2 separate regions of the Zea mays genome follow, and region 2 is linked to region 1. Evidence: chromatin contacts called from public Hi-C data. All regions are on one chromosome and are shown on one strand. Each heading gives the region's core, a stretch centred on a gene start, on an enhancer-like site or on the middle of the called end of the contact. The rest is flanking DNA. Distances are from core to core; before and after follow the strand shown.

The links. Hi-C and Micro-C count contacts between places; a contact is called where the count stands out from the background.
Region 2: a contact with region 1 is called in a Hi-C map of bundle sheath, with 2.1 times the contacts expected there. The contact joins the promoter of LOC100275415 here to the promoter of LOC100282560 in region 1. A contact is called at or near these places in 5 of 25 Hi-C or Micro-C datasets (bundle sheath, ear, endosperm and 2 more).

What each region holds. Positions count from the first base shown.
Region 1 is chr8:173,433,574-173,441,213 of Zm-B73-REFERENCE-NAM-5.0, reverse strand. LOC100282560 (G10-like protein) reads right to left here and starts at 2,907. Exons shown (of 4, transcript NM_001155468.2): 1 at 2,764-2,907; 2 at 2,124-2,252; 3 at 1,838-2,025; 4 at 777-1,152. The coding sequence starts at 2,217. The coding sequence ends at 997. It also overlaps the pseudogene LOC100383300 and the pseudogene LOC100272645.
Region 2 is chr8:173,735,394-173,743,033 of Zm-B73-REFERENCE-NAM-5.0, reverse strand. It overlaps LOC100275415, which reads left to right and starts at 4,752. Exons shown (of 2, transcript NM_001149492.2): 1 at 4,752-6,176; 2 at 6,276-7,039. The coding sequence starts at 4,852. The coding sequence ends at 6,501.

The sequences.
Region 1 (7,640 bases), core at 1,658-4,157:
CAAGAACTCACCCGTTGACAGCAATGCTCAACAGAGGGCGTTGTGATGCGCACAGGACGATGATGGTGTGTGGGTGGGATCCGGGGAGGCGAGGGTATGGTGACGCAAGGCTATGTGGCTAAGGTGAGTGCGTGTCAGGGCGAGGACATAGGAATGGCGGATCGGAGCAAACACGGGTTGGGGTTGGTGTGAGGGCGCGCGAGAGGTGAGGCCACAAAGGTTGTAACGTCACTCTCTTCCTCACTGAGCTCGGGGCAAAGGCAATGGCAAATCCTTCCCCACTGAGCTCGGGGCAAAGGCAATGGCAAATCCGGACAACATCGGTGTGGGCGAGGAGGTAGAGACAACCCACGCACACATTAGCTCGGGGCAAAGGCAAATCCGGACAATATCGGTGTGGGCGAGGAGGTAGAGACAACCCACGCACACGACAACCCTCACCTCCATCTTCGTGCACGCAGGTTGTACGCCCTAGATTAGGGGTGGGCAAAGGGGTCACGGCCTTGATTGTGGACGTCTTCCCTTGCCCCTTAATTACTAGAAGTAGAAAGAGATAGAAAAAGGTCCATTTTATCTTTCTTAACTATCAGTCAGTTTTCTCTCTATATAAAACTGGATAACTTCTTTTTTTGTTTCAAAATCGGACATGCGTGTGCTCTCGGTGGTTTCTTTTCTTTTATGTTTATTTTTTTCTGATTTTTTGAAAAAAAAACGTAGTAAATCGTAGAAATTTTTTTGTTAGAACCCATAACAATAACCAATTAACAGACTCATATAAAATGCAAAAGCGCCACTAATTTAACGCAAGCATCTGAGACACGAGAAAGCGTAGTACATAACAGTTGAAACGTCCAAACGTGAGGAAATTTAGTACTCCCCACTAGTTACCCAATAAACTCATGCTAATCACCGCAGCGGATCCATGCTCACAGCAGGGCACCTCATCTGGTTAACGTTGCGATGATGAGCCGTGAGCCCAACAACATGATGACAAGATTAGTCACCGCTGGCACAACCCCTGCAGCCGCAGTGGACACATTCTATCACCTGTTCCTCCCTCAGATGCTTGGGGACGCGGCAGACGCATGTCGTTGCGAAGTTGTGGTCACGTGTTTGTATGCACCGGAGGCAACAAAGGCGCTCGTAACCTGGCTGCAAGAGGGCGAAATGTAGCAGTAAGTAATCAGGATGCTAGAATAAGCAGGCATTGCGCAGTCACAAACTTGAGCAGCATAACCTATAGAGGAAACAGAGCAAAACATTGTTTATCTTCAGTCGACCATTTTAAGACACCACTATCCAAATTAAGGGGAATCAAAAGAACATATTGGATGTCTGATAATCCATTTTCAGTCAATTAAATAAACCAGATCCAGTTACTGGTTACATCGGAAATCTCATGTTTCAAAAATAAGCAAAAACTGGACTGCAGAATGCATGGCAGTATTAGTCGTAATCTCCAATTTCCAAACTTGAGGAAAATAAATGGGGTGGAAGTAATTGTTCTAGGTTTCGGCTAGTGGTTAGCTCATTCTGGTGCTCATAAAAGTCATACCTGCATCAGTAGCTACTGCAATCTACCATGTAGCTATATAAATCTCACAAACCCAGAGACGAAGTGTAATAGTAAAATATTTATAATGCAATTTGCACATGCAATGTCTACACCACATATCCACTTAATCTACCAACTTATAGCAGAACATAAGGAACATTAGCGTGCCTCCCATCCACCCACCCTCAATCCCAAAAGAACAGGATGCTGTGGAGAGAAAAAAAAATCAAACCAACTGAGATATAGACCATGTACAACAAATATGAAACCAAGGATGATTACCTTTTTCCACTTTGCAATCAGGTTACGGTCTGCATAACCCTGGTCTAGGCAGAACTCATAAAGCTCCTGTGATATCTCCTTCCTTCTGTAGTAAAGATCGTATATGTAGCGGCTCCTTTGATGAGAAATGCGGAAAATAGGCCAGAGAGCTTCACACTTTCTCTTCCCATCATGTGGATCATTTTCAGCTGCATGAGGGCATAGCGTTAGTACGATCCTGTGCTAGGAAATAAATAACAACTGACATCAGTGGCGAGTGCCTCAAATTAATAGCGTATGTGCCTACCTTCTCTCATTTTGGCATCCAACTCACGGATTGTTGGTTCAATAAGCTCCCATCCTTCAGGATACTTGACACGGCTTGTCTTTATCTTAGGCATGCTGCCTCAATGAATGGAGCACTCCAATGAATGTCCTGGGAACATGTAATGAAGTAAGAAAAAGGGCCAACATAATATTAATGTAGACATAATCTTCAATACATATGATGTAATTGCAATGCATTAATAAAAGCAGCAGAGTATGGATTCACATCATAAACGGAGCCTAGGAGTTCCTGTGCGGATTAAAGTCAAAACAACATTGCAGTGACGGCAGTATGCTACCCAATTAGCTCTCAAAGTATTAAACTGAGGGGCTTTACATGAGGAAACGGTACTGATTGCTGGATGCTATATAAGACAAGGAAACATCCAACGACAGTGACACCGCAGTCCGCACTAGGGGTCGATGCACGCCATGGCGTACGCATGCTCAGCACTTCAGCAGTAAGCCCTAATTCGCAAACAACATCACAGCCTCAAGGTCGAGGCTCAGATCGTAGGATGTGCCAATTCAATGGTCCATTTGCTGCATCCATGATCCATCCCAGCAAAAAATAAAAAAGGCTTAAAGGCATGCTTTGAAGCGGACTAGGGTTTCCTTACCAAAGACAGGAGGACTCGATCCAAGTCCGGGCGGATCTCCAATCTGCACCAGGCCACAATATGCGAGGAGCTGGACAACGACGTAAAGGGACAAAGTCCTTCGAGCTCGAGGCAGGGCAACGCCGAGCTTTCGATTTGCGGAACGGAAGTTGGAAGCGGAAGAAGAAGGCAGTGGCGATGGGATTATATAGGAAGGGGAATAAAGGGAAGTCCGAAGGGGCGACTGTGGGGCTGTGACCTCAGGCTTGGGCCGCGACTGCCAGCGCTCAGCGGCGCAAAGAAACTAAACTCCGCTTTTTTCCCCAACCGTTCGATCTCATCTGGACGGCCAGAAAAGGCCTCGCACAACGGCCGTTGCGCGAGGGTCCCAGACGAATCCGAACGGACATGAAAAATCTCCCCATCACCACCCGTCCCCGCCGCCGAGAACCCTATTCCGGTACCGCACTGTGGTCGCCGTGCGGGCCCGACCGGGGTCGAAGCCGAAAATCCTGCGGCTGTAGACGGCGAAGCTACGCAGTCGACGTCGGAGAATGGGGCTCTCCGGCGCAGCACCAACTGCATCCACTTCCTCACCTCGCCACCGTAGCCACCACAAGCACCTCCATCGGCTCCTCCTCCTCGATCCGAGGCGGCGACCGGCTGTGGTCGCGTCGCCACTGCGCGCGGTGTGCGGAGCAGCAAAACCTTCATCGTCGTCGTCGTCGCCTTCCTGACCACACACGCACCAAGTCCAAGTGAGGTCGGCCAGTGTACGAGTTCAGATAATAAGCGGTAGTGCGAGAATTCCAGTTTCCTTCACTGAAATGAAAAGGAGAGAAGACCTACAGCTACAGCGCCCCGCCCTGCCTTCCGTCTTTGCTCCCTGCATGGTTGCACGCCCGGTGTCCTGATCTCTCCTCTGCCGCATTTCACCAATACGTGTGGGGGTTGTTTATCAAATCAGGCCTGATTGTTTCCTCTCACTCAATTCTTTGTAGCAGTTCTTTTTTAAAAGCATACCGGCCACACAGAGATGGACCGGGTTTTCGGTCTTCTTATAATAACCATTCCTTTATTTCCAAAGGCACACAATATTTATTTAAGTAAAATTATGCGGTAACATTTCCGGTGTCTTGAATAATGATGATAGAGAGGCGTGGCATGAGATGTCTGGCTTCACATGGAAGAGTGATCAGAGGAGTCTTTTCGTTCCCGGCTCACTAGAAGCTAACCAAATTTTGAGATGTTGGAAGTCTGATACGTTTACAATGGTGTTGGTAATGCAGATTCTGACCCAGACAAGCTCTGAAAGCAATTCAGAAAAAGGGTGACACCCCAGCAAAGCTTGTGAAGATACTTCAGTGATGTACTATTGGTAATCTGATGATCTTACCGTTGTTCAACATTTTTTTTGTCATCTTCAATCTCGATTTTCCTAAATTTCAGGAGATTAAAAACCTGACAAAGCTGGTGGAGCACAAGGCCATTGAGTCAAATCGTACAACATATGGTAAGCATAAATTCATAGGCCCCATATGGATATGGTTAGGTTGTTTTGACTGAGGGGAGTTACCTGCTCTGCTCTCCACACTCCAGGGCATCGGATGAGTCAGCCGCTGCGTGTGGAACGCGACCGAATACACGAAGCCGGGTTCATAGCGAAGCACAGGACCATACTTACACAAGAATTCGCACAGTTTCGCAATATCGGCGGCCGTTTGGTATCCAGTGGATACGTGGCTGTTTGTCACAGCATCAGATCTCAAGTTCAAACCGTAGTTAATGCATTCCCTTATCATTTTATTATGTCCACACTTATTTCACTTCCATTTTCATGGTACAAAATTTATTGAAATTGGAGACGGATACTTTTCATATAATCATGGCAATGGGGGACTTGAAACGTGGTGTGTTGGAGTCTTGGAGAGTCACGTGCACACAGCTAAACGGCCTCAACAACAACAACAACAACAACAACAACAACAACAACAACAACAACAGAGGTAAGGTTATCCAATATTTGCGCTATATCAGTAGATAGATGCACACAGCACAACTTTATCGAGCAGCAGTGGAGAAAAGGAATTTTGGAGCCTTGGAGGATGTAAATAGGCTAACCATAAACCATGGATTGCACCTCATCTTCTTCATACATACAGGATATCCAATTACCGGGCCTTGTAAACCAGATCGAGGCCCGCCGGGCCCAGGCCTGCTAGTGGTATCAAGCTTGTACATCTGCCAGATTTTTTTAAAAAAACTACTCCTATATTGGTGCTCCATATATAAAGGAAGCTTTAACGAAGGCGCAGCACAATAAGCCAAGACAAACGACAGGGAATCCACATCATCCGTCGGTCTCTCCTAGTACACACGCGGCCACACCCAATCAAAGAAAAGGTAATAAGCCCGCATCATGATTCCCAGGGAATATTGCCATTACACCCTACTACCACTAGTGCCTGCCTACTAATGTCCATCGCCAGTCGTCACCATGAGCAGCGCAGCGAAAAGAAAAGAAAAGAAAAATCTATGGGGGGTAGATCTGGTCCGCACGGCCGGCAGCGTGGGGGCGGGGGCCGCGCGCCCTGGTCTAATCATCGCCTTCCCGAATTAGGTTCCGCGTCCACGCGATGGCGCGCCTACTGTTTCCCAATCTGGCCCACAGTTAGGGATGGCAACGGGGAATTCCCCGTCGGGTTTTGGTTCCGCGTCCGCTTAAATTATAATTAGATCGTACTTCATTTGTTATTAATGTAAAACATTTTCGCTTATACACATTGTTAGATGCAAAAATCATTATGTGTACATTAAAATGAACGCATTTATATAACTAGTGATCTCTTGGCAAGATAATTATTTATTTTTATCATTAACTATTATATGAAAACGTCGTCACATGTAAGTTTAACGGGTCCCCGCGGGGAACGGGGATGGGGAATGCTTCCCCATCCCCATCCCCGTTTACCCGTCGGGGGAGAAATTTTCCCCGTTTACATCCCCGTGGGGGAAGAAATTTCCCCATCCCCGTCCCCTAATAGAGGAATTCCCCACGGGGAATCGGGAATCGGGTCCCCATTGCCATCTCTACCCACAGTCCGGTACGGTTCCGTTGCTCGTGCTCTCTACTCCCTCTGGGGCGGGCAACGTGCGTGGGATGGTGCAATCACGCCCGGCCCGGCCCGGGTACGAGTACGACGCCCACCACTCGCGGTTGGTGAAATGTGGCGCACGCGGGTACAGACCGACCACCCCCACCCCCACCCCCACTACGCTGGCCGGCTGTGCGCGTGCAGCCAACGTGGGGAAGAGCAGAGGTCGCTGTAGGCTGCTTGCCTGTACCAATCGATCGGATCGCATATGGGCCGGCCGGCCGGAATGAGCTTCTGCGCCAGCCAAGCCAAGTGACGCTGCCGTGGCGATGGCTGGATGATCTCCCTGGGCGCTAGCTTTTGCGTCGAGATCATCATCGTACTGACGGCCAGACACGGGCGCGCGGGATGGGTGCCCGCAGGGCGCAGGCAGTTGGGACGGAACCGTACGGGTGCCCAGCTGGAGGTGACGGTTCGCGTCACATGCACATGCGTGCGCGCGTACGTACGTCGTGTCGAGTCACATGTTGCGTCGTCCGACTGTGTTTACGCATATGCCCGCGTACTGAGAGAGAGACTGACGCAGCTCCGGAACTCGCAGTCGCGGCCATGCCTTGCCTGGCGGCATCACGGCAACGCAACGCTACTGCATGCTTTGCGTGCGTTGATCGCTCGTATATTGATGCTTCTTGCTGCAGCTACTGCCTGGCGAAAAAGCCCACAATATCATCTCCAAGGGAATAATAATTATTCATAATTCATCTTGGAGTATTATCACACCGTCGCCGTCGCCAAGGATTGTTTTTGTTGTTGGGCCCTACTGGAGATTAAGTGCAAATGTAGCATGGGTCGCCATTATATTGGAGTCGCCCTCGATCGCTCGTCATGCACAATCGATGATGCAGCCCCCAAATTTTGCTTCTCTCCTTGCAACTGGTGGTCTTGGGAACCTGACCCTTGCCACTTGTTGCTGGAACACGATTCAACCCTTCTTATCCTGATAATTGTTGGGTGTGTCCTCTACAGCCGGTCAATAGAGACTGGATTGGGCTTAACCCAACTATCGTTCCTTTAATCGGGCCCTTGATCGGGAGGGCCCATGCTAACCTCGGTTGGAGCCCCCAGACACACGATGCTATATATATAGGACTAAGGGGTCGCAGGAAAGACTAACGCTAGTACCTCGCCCCAAAACCCTAGTCCTCAGAGGCCCCCATCGCCTAGGCGTCGGAGTGTTTGGAAACGCGACAACCTACAGCGGCTCGGATCCCAATGCCTGCTACTTCTCTGCAGGGCGACGGTATGAAGATAGCAACAACAACAAAGGTGTGTTTCCCCGTTCCTCTCAATAGATCAGTAGATCAGATCTACACGTCATCAAGGTTTTACTTTCAGTTACGGATTGGTATTCTAGGGACTTAGGAATCGATCCTAGATAGAATAGATTCTAACAATGGTATCAGAGGCGTCCTAAGAAACCTAGATCTCCTAATCCGCATCAGTCTTATGATCCGCATCAGTCTTATGAGATCACAGAAAGGTCTCGAATCAATATGAATGAACTCATTTTTTTTATCATCGTTCATCACCCCGTGAACAGAGAGAAAGAATTTTAGATCTCTCGGGTTAGGGTCTACCGAACCCATGGAAACCGAGAGCAAAACGCACCGTTATTTCAGGGTTAGGGTTTAATAACCTAACCCTAATCAGTTGAACCAGACGGTGCACAAGGCTCAGGATCCAACGATCCACAGCCAACAAACAAAGTCAAGTAACAGAAACACAGATCCAGTTAGGGCTCAA
Region 2 (7,640 bases), core at 3,503-6,002, 300 kb before region 1:
GGCGGGGCAATTCACCTGTCGCGGGCACCACCGATCGATCGGTGCAAGGACTGGTCCTCCCTCCGTAGCGGCGCAGCCTAGAGCCCATTTCCACCGTTGAATTCGGTGCGGGAGATCTCGGGGAGGAAGGACCGAACCGGACGGACGCCGGCGGGTGGGAGGGTGGCGCTGGCGCCCATCGGGGTCGGGGCGTGGGCCCCCTTCTCCGTCCGTCCTGGCGTTGTTGCGGCCGTCCGTTGCCGGATATTTCTTGTCGGACACACACGGTGGCGCGGGCGGGGGAGGGCCGAACCCCGGGGCTGGCCGTGGTGGCGCCGACGCGGGAAAGCGTCGCTTGCAGTTGCAGCGATTGAGCGATGCCTTTCGCGGGAGGAGATTCTTGAGGAATGTACGCTGTCGTTGCAACACGTGATTCATTCCGTGCCTGTCTTGTCTACTGGGCCTGGGCGCACGTGAGCGCTGAACCTGCAGTCAAGCCCATGCCCGTGCTGTTGTCATGCCACCCACTCCGTGGGGACAGCCGGACAGGTCCCATGGTGGCCTGGATGACTTGTGTGCCACTGTCTGCTCGCCGGTTGCCACCGCGGCATAATGGCGGACGCGTGTGTGACATCGGAGGAGGCGGGTCGGGGGAACTTCAACGAAGAAGGGGAGCCTCGAGGCTTCGCGTTTGCAGGCTCGCAGCACCACGTACTGTCGCTCGATCGCTCTGGTGATGGCACGTTGAACACAGGTCGACACGTCGAGACTACCGTCTCGTCCTAGTTGCCCACTTGTCTCCCATCCTAGTTGCTTCTTGTCACTCGTTCATGATAGGTTTAGGGGATCTTTTGCAGCGTCTCACTTGGAACCTGTTCGGTTTTCACGGAATAGAGCTCTAGAATGGTTCCTAGCCGAATCACTTCTCTAATTTATACTCCCTCCGTTTCTTTTTATTAGTCGCTGGATAGTGCAAAATTGCACTATCCAGCGACTAATAAAAAGAAACGGAGGGAGTATAAATTTTAATGAGCTGTAACGAATCCTGGTTCAATCCTAGAGAAATGAACAAGCCCTTACCTAAATCCGAGAGCTCTTGACGATACACGGGGTGGATCGGATCTAGTACGTGCACACTATTAATAACATATAAACAGAGGAGATTATGAGTTACGACCTTCTTGCCCTTGATTAAGTACAAGACTAGGGGTCTAGGGTCTGTTTGGTTTGTGGCTAAATGTGCCACACTTTGCCTAAGGTCAGTCGTACGAATTGAATAACTAGCCTTAGGCAGAAAAGTTAGACAAAGTGTGGCAACTGAGGTAGTGAACCAAACATGCCTTAGATCCCGCTCTTTGTAGAGGTGGTTATGCATCTTTGCACGGTGGGAGGAGGCGAAGGGTCGCTGGCGCCGTCATTCTCGTTGCCATGCAAAAGAGGAGGAGGCTCGGATCCAGTTTCTGTTGGGGGCTTCGCCATTGTCCGCTGCCGCCATTAGGTAGAAGTGATTTCGGGCACACGAGTAATAAGAACCTTGAGGATGGGGTCGATGGATTTGAGTTTTAGGTGAGTTATTAGCATTGGCTAACTCGTCGCCCCCTTCAATCATGTTATATATGTCGCTTGTGTGACCAGGGATGCAACCATAATTAGAGTGCCCCCGATCAAGGTCACCATTTTAGAGACTTAGTTATGGTTAGATGTACCCTATTTGCTATTAACCGATTTATATAGAGGACACGCTAAAAGTATCTCTAAGAGACTAGCTAAATAGCTTATAAAGCTATATTTTAGCTACTTAATAGTATAATAGCACTACAACAAACTAGCTATTTAACTTGCTAAACTATCTAGCTCTCCAAATTAACTCTGTCACTAGCTAATTTGGTTAGCAACTCTCGCTAGCTAAGCTAATTTGCATGTTTGAGAGTCTGTTGGAATGATATATTATATAGAGTTTAATATTTATGGAGAGACAAATAAAGAGTTAAATAAAGAGTAAAAAATAGAGTGTCTCTTGGAGATCCTCTAACATTCTCATCATTTGTTCTATACATTTTTTATACTTCAATTTTTTGGGTTCAACCTATCTATAAGGTTACACATCAATATATCAAGATCAATCTGATGGGTTCAAGGTTCAACCAGGGCCTAAGATTAAAATTCTCGGTATGATTATCCCCACCTTAACCAGATCAATCTGATGGGTTCAAAGAGGGTCTAAGATTAAAATTGTCGGTATGATTATCCCCACCTTAACCAGAGCTAAGGTAGATCTTTAAGGCACGTGGCACCAAAAGCACAGGTCCGATAGTAGTTGAGACATTGATAATAATATCTTTTATTAGGATCCTTAATTAACGTTTTTGGCAGCATCCAAACTTTATATTAAAGAATACTCTATTACATGCTCATGGTATACATGTACTCAATAAAGTTCAATAGAATTATATTTTTTCATTTTACGATTTTCTGTGATTCTATTTGTTTTTTTAAAGATTTAGCTAAAATAAATATAAATGAAAAAGATAAAACTACCAATGAAATAACTAGGGATGCTAGGTGTCGCTAATGCTATGTCTCGTTTCATAGTTGAGAGATGACTTTCATCATAGCTGAGATAGCTAAATTATACCATTTTTTTTTACACAAATGGGCTTGGCCTCTGCCTTCTACCGAGCATGGCTTCTCAGTGCTAGACGAAACAAGCTACGACGTCTTCTCCAAGCACTATCTTTCGATTTAGGCTGTCTCCAGCAACGTTCCCTAAATTTCATCCCCTAAAAGAATATTCTCTGTCCTTTACAGCACTCTCTAAAAGATTCTGTACTCTATATCTTCTTCATTTCCAGCAATATCCCCTAAATTTCATCCTCTATATCAACAGTGCTACTAGATTTGACATTCTATATTATTTTTTACCGCTCGTCAGCACGTGCACAGAAAACAGCACAGTGTATACAGCACCGCCGTACATCATCTCTACATAGCGCATGCATGTCATCCTCTAAATTTTAGAGGTCCTTTTAGAGTCTCTTGTTGGAGGGATAGAGGATCTGACAAACCTCTATATTTAGAGGACAGGAGCTTTTACAGGATCCTGCTGGAGCCAGCCTTAGTATTTTCGTTTGTTTTTTTCTCCATCCAGTACAATTTCCTTTTGCAGCGATCTGACAGTACAAAATACTACTCCGTACTAAATTTGGCGTGGCCTACTGTTTTACGGACGCAACAAATATCACTCATTTCTGCTTTCGGTGTGTATAAAGTTTGCCTAAAAAGGTAGTGATTACAAAAAGAAATATAGACTTGCTAAATGGGAAATTCTTTGCCAGCCAAAAGAAGTAGGGGGTTTGGGTATTCAGAATATAGACGTCCAGAACAAGTGTCTGCTAAGTAAATGGTTGTTTAAATTGTTGAATGAGGATGGTTTGTGGCAAACGTTGCTTAGAAAAAAATATCTGAGTAGATACACGCTCACAAAAGTAACCTCAAAACCAGGTGACTCCCATTTTTGGGCAGGTTTGATGAAAGTGAAAGACACCTTCCTAAATTTAGGTTCTTTTATCTTGAAAAACGGGACTCAGATTAGGTTTTGGGAGGACCGCTGGTTGGGGTTGCAACCTTTAATGACCCAATATCCATCGTTGTATAATATAGCGCGCAAAAAGAGTGCTACTGTAGCGTCGGTTTTCGAAACGGTTCCGCTTAATGTTTCTTTTCAAAGAGCATTGGTGGGTGAAAACCTGAGGTTATGGCATCTGTTGGTTCTCAGAGTAGCTCAGGTTGAGCTAAGTGGGGAAAATGATATGTTCAAATGGGATTTATCTGTGACGGGTCTTTTCTCGGTCAGGTCAATGTATAGAGCACTCCTTAACAATAATCATGTGACTTATAATAAGACTCTCTGGTCTTTGAAGGTACCTTTGAAGATAAAAATATTTATGTGGTATTTAATTAGAGGGGTGGTTTTAACAAAAGATAATCTTCTGAGGCGTAATTGGCATGGTGATAGAAAGTGTGCCTTTTGTCACTCGGATGAATCGATTCAACACTTGTTTTTTGCTTGTCACTATGCTCAGTTCATATGGAGGTTAGTTTTTTGGAGTTTGGGTTTCAATCAACCGAGATCAGTTAGACACGCTTTTGGGAATTGGCTTTTTGGGATGCCTTCGAAAACTAAACATTTGATTATTTCAGGTGTTGCTGCTATATGCTGGGCTATCTGGATAAGTAGAAATGATTTAGTTTTTGACAAAAAACCCATGTTAACATGCTTGCAGGTACTCTTCAGGGCGACGCATTGGTTTAGGACGTGGGCTGTTCTTCATAAACAAGAAGAGGGTATCCAAATAAAGGAAGCTTGTCGACGGTTAGAGTGCACGGCTCTACAGATTTTTGCTCAGCATGGATGGAGGTTTACAAATCGAATTACTTCGTAGTTTTGTCTATGGATTGTGTGTCTTTTTCTGGTTATCAAACCATGGTCTTCTATGGTGTGTTTCGGGAGGTCTGTCCCTCCATATGTGGCTAGTCGTGTGACTACTTCATGTAAAAACTTTTGGTGTATTGGCTAATCCTCCAAAAGAGGAGAAGCTGGACAAGTATCCATTATCTAAAAAAATAAAGTTTGCCTAAAAGTTGGTGTCGCCATTGCAGCACTAGCACTGGTACCAGCTACTCTCACGAGCTGCGTGCTGAGGTTGACTCCTTCCCGATCCTGAAATATAAGGCTACCGCTCGTTTCCTCTCTCTCCCCGACTCCCCCTCCCTTCCATCTCTTCCCTTGCATTTAGCCTCCCGCGGTTCAGGAGGCGCGGGCCATTCCCAACCATCGTTGCAGTGGTGGCAGGTATTGGCCTGTCGAGACCCATGGGCATTCAGGTCGCGGCGGTGGTGACCCCGCCGCCGTGCTCTTCCCCCTCCTCCTCTCCGGCGTCGCCTTCGTCCTCGGCCATTGCCACGTCGCCGCGGCACGCCGTTCTTGGCGCCAGGCTGGCGAGGAGCCAGTCGTCGCTGGCTTGCTGGAACGCCGGTCTTGGCCGGCGGCGCGGCGGGCAGCACGCGATCAGGCGCGCTCTCAGCGCGAGCATCGACAGCGTCGGGAGCGGCGGCGGGGAGGACGAGGAGTTCCTGAGGAGGATCCAGGAGCTCGCGGCGGGTCAGCACCCGGGCGCCGGCGGCTGCGGGTGGCCGGCGAGCGTGGAGCGGAGCGCGAGCAGCGTCGGGCTGCCGCTGTCTCTGCGGATGCTCAAACGGAGGAAGCAGCAGCAGCAGCTGGAGCAGGGGCGGTGGAACGAGCGGCTGATCGACTGCGCCGGCGAGTCCGCGCGCGCCGCGGTGGGCCGTGCCTTCTCCTCGATGGTGCTCATCATCCGGGAGCTCCAGAGCTTCACGCTGCAGATGCGGGAGGCGGTCGTCTACGAGGACCTGCAGGGCGTCCTGGCGCGCGTCCACGCCGAGATGCACGCCTCCTTCGTCTGGCTCTTCCAGCACATCTTCTCCGGCACCCCGGCCCTCATGGTCTCCCTCATGCTGCTCCTCGCCAACTTCACCGTCTACTCCATGGGCGACAGCGTCGCGGCGGCTGCCAGCCTCGTCCCACCACCCCAGGCAGCCGTGGAGATGGTGGACATCCAGCAGCAACCGGAGCAACAGCAATCCCATTCCCAGCAGCGGTTCGACACCCCCGCGCTCAAGACGTTCTCCACTGGCCGCACGGCCTCAGTGGGTGGAAACGGCGACGGGGGCGGCAAAGTGCGGCCAGTTGCCGGCGCCACCGGCGACGGCCAGTCGGACGAGTCGTCGCATCGGCAAAACGGAGCGGTGGTGCTGCCGCAGGACGTGTCGCAGTCGCAGGCGACGCCACTGGCGTCCGTGTCCGACTCGATGGCCGTGGAGGATGCACAAGCGCAACAGACTGTACACGACGACGAGCTGGCCATCTGGAAACGGATATCCGATGAAGCCGCCAGGATGCAGGCGAGCGTGCGTGCAGAGGAGCTGATGGACCCGGAAACCCTGGAGCAGCTCGTCGCGCCGGTGGAGGCGCCAAAGCCAGACACGGTCCACTACTCGCCGGAGCACGTGGCCACGGCGCAGAGGTACGAACAGGCCCTGTCCGAGGAGCCCAACAGCTCGCTGCTCCTGGCAAACTTTGCGCAGTTCCTGTACCAGGTGCAGGGCGACCTCGACAGGTGAGTCGGCGCCGACTGCTTTGGGTTTACAAAATGCAGTAATGCTGTATGGCGCGCCGCGCGCGCGTGCAGTCGCTGACGGACCGACCGGGCGTTCAGGGCGGAGCACTTCTTCAAGAGGGCGGTGCGCGCGGAGCCCGCGGACGCGGAGGCGCTGGGGCGGTACGCGGCGTTCCTGTGGCAGGCGCGCGACGACCTCGCGGCCGCGGAGGAGACGTACCAGGAGGCCATCGCCGCCGACCCCGGCAACGCGCACCACGCGGCAGCCTACGCGCACTTCCTGTGGAACACGGGCGGTGAGGACACATGCTACCCGCTCGACTGATGCGTGCGTGCGTGCGTCCACCGCCGCTAGCGTCCAGCACAGATCATCGGTGCCCTGCCCTCCCATAAAAACTTCAAACGAAAAGAAAGAGAAAATGGTCACTCCGCCGCCCTGCTGACCGCTGTCCACTCCACTCCCTCGGCAAGTCCAGGCTCTTCTCACGGCATGTGCTTCAGCGGCCGCTCGGGATTTCCTCTTCCTCTGTGATTGCTCGTTTTGGGGTAAGTAGTGTGGAGCAATGGCCAACGGAAATCCGCGGCTCGCTGCTGCTTCCCGATCTGGAAACCCGGCCGGCGACTGCGAGTTGAGAGGCCGGGAACGGCGGCAGCGCTCGGTTGTCGGTGGGGCCCGTCCACTTGGCGTCGCACGGATGTTTCCTGGTGGCACTTTTGCACGTTGTCGTCGAGATTTGTGAGACGCCGCTTTGTTCAGTGGAGCAGGAAAGTATGCATACTTATATACTGGCAGCGATTTGCTTCTTGTAACTGTGTCTGTGTAGATCAATAAAATGTATAAGAAGCTCTCCATTTTTTTTCATTCAAGTGGCAGACCAAATGCCCGCTGTCTGGTGAAATAGATGGACAAGTGAGTGCATCTGCTGCGGCTGGAATCGGAGGATACAGAGAGGAGAGAACTGGCTGCGACGTTCGACCACCTTCTATCTGCACCCGTATGCGACCGCCGCTCTGCTGCGCCTGGTGTCGACGCGCAAAATGTGGTTGCACACCCATATACGAGCGCTGCAGCCTTAAACTACGTTCAGCAGCTTTTCCCATTTTATCTCTATCTCATTTTTTATTTTAAACTACACTCTTCTATCTCATTTATTATTTTAAACTACACTCTACGAACTTCGATTTGAAGAAGACTGAATCTATGTCTCATTTTCTATTTTAAACTACACTCTATAACTTCGATTTGAAGAAGACGGAAGGTGATTGATTACATGGCCCAGCGGGCCGTTGTCTTGGCTCGACAAAGGCCTATCAAGGAAGTCGAGTTTGTACGAGAATACCTTTAATACTCCTGTAATGTAGTCTTTAATGATAGAAATATACTCAAGTACTATACTTTTGCCGACAAAGAACAAGTACGTACAGAGAAATGCTCTCTATCCTACTAAAGGAGGACTCGAACAA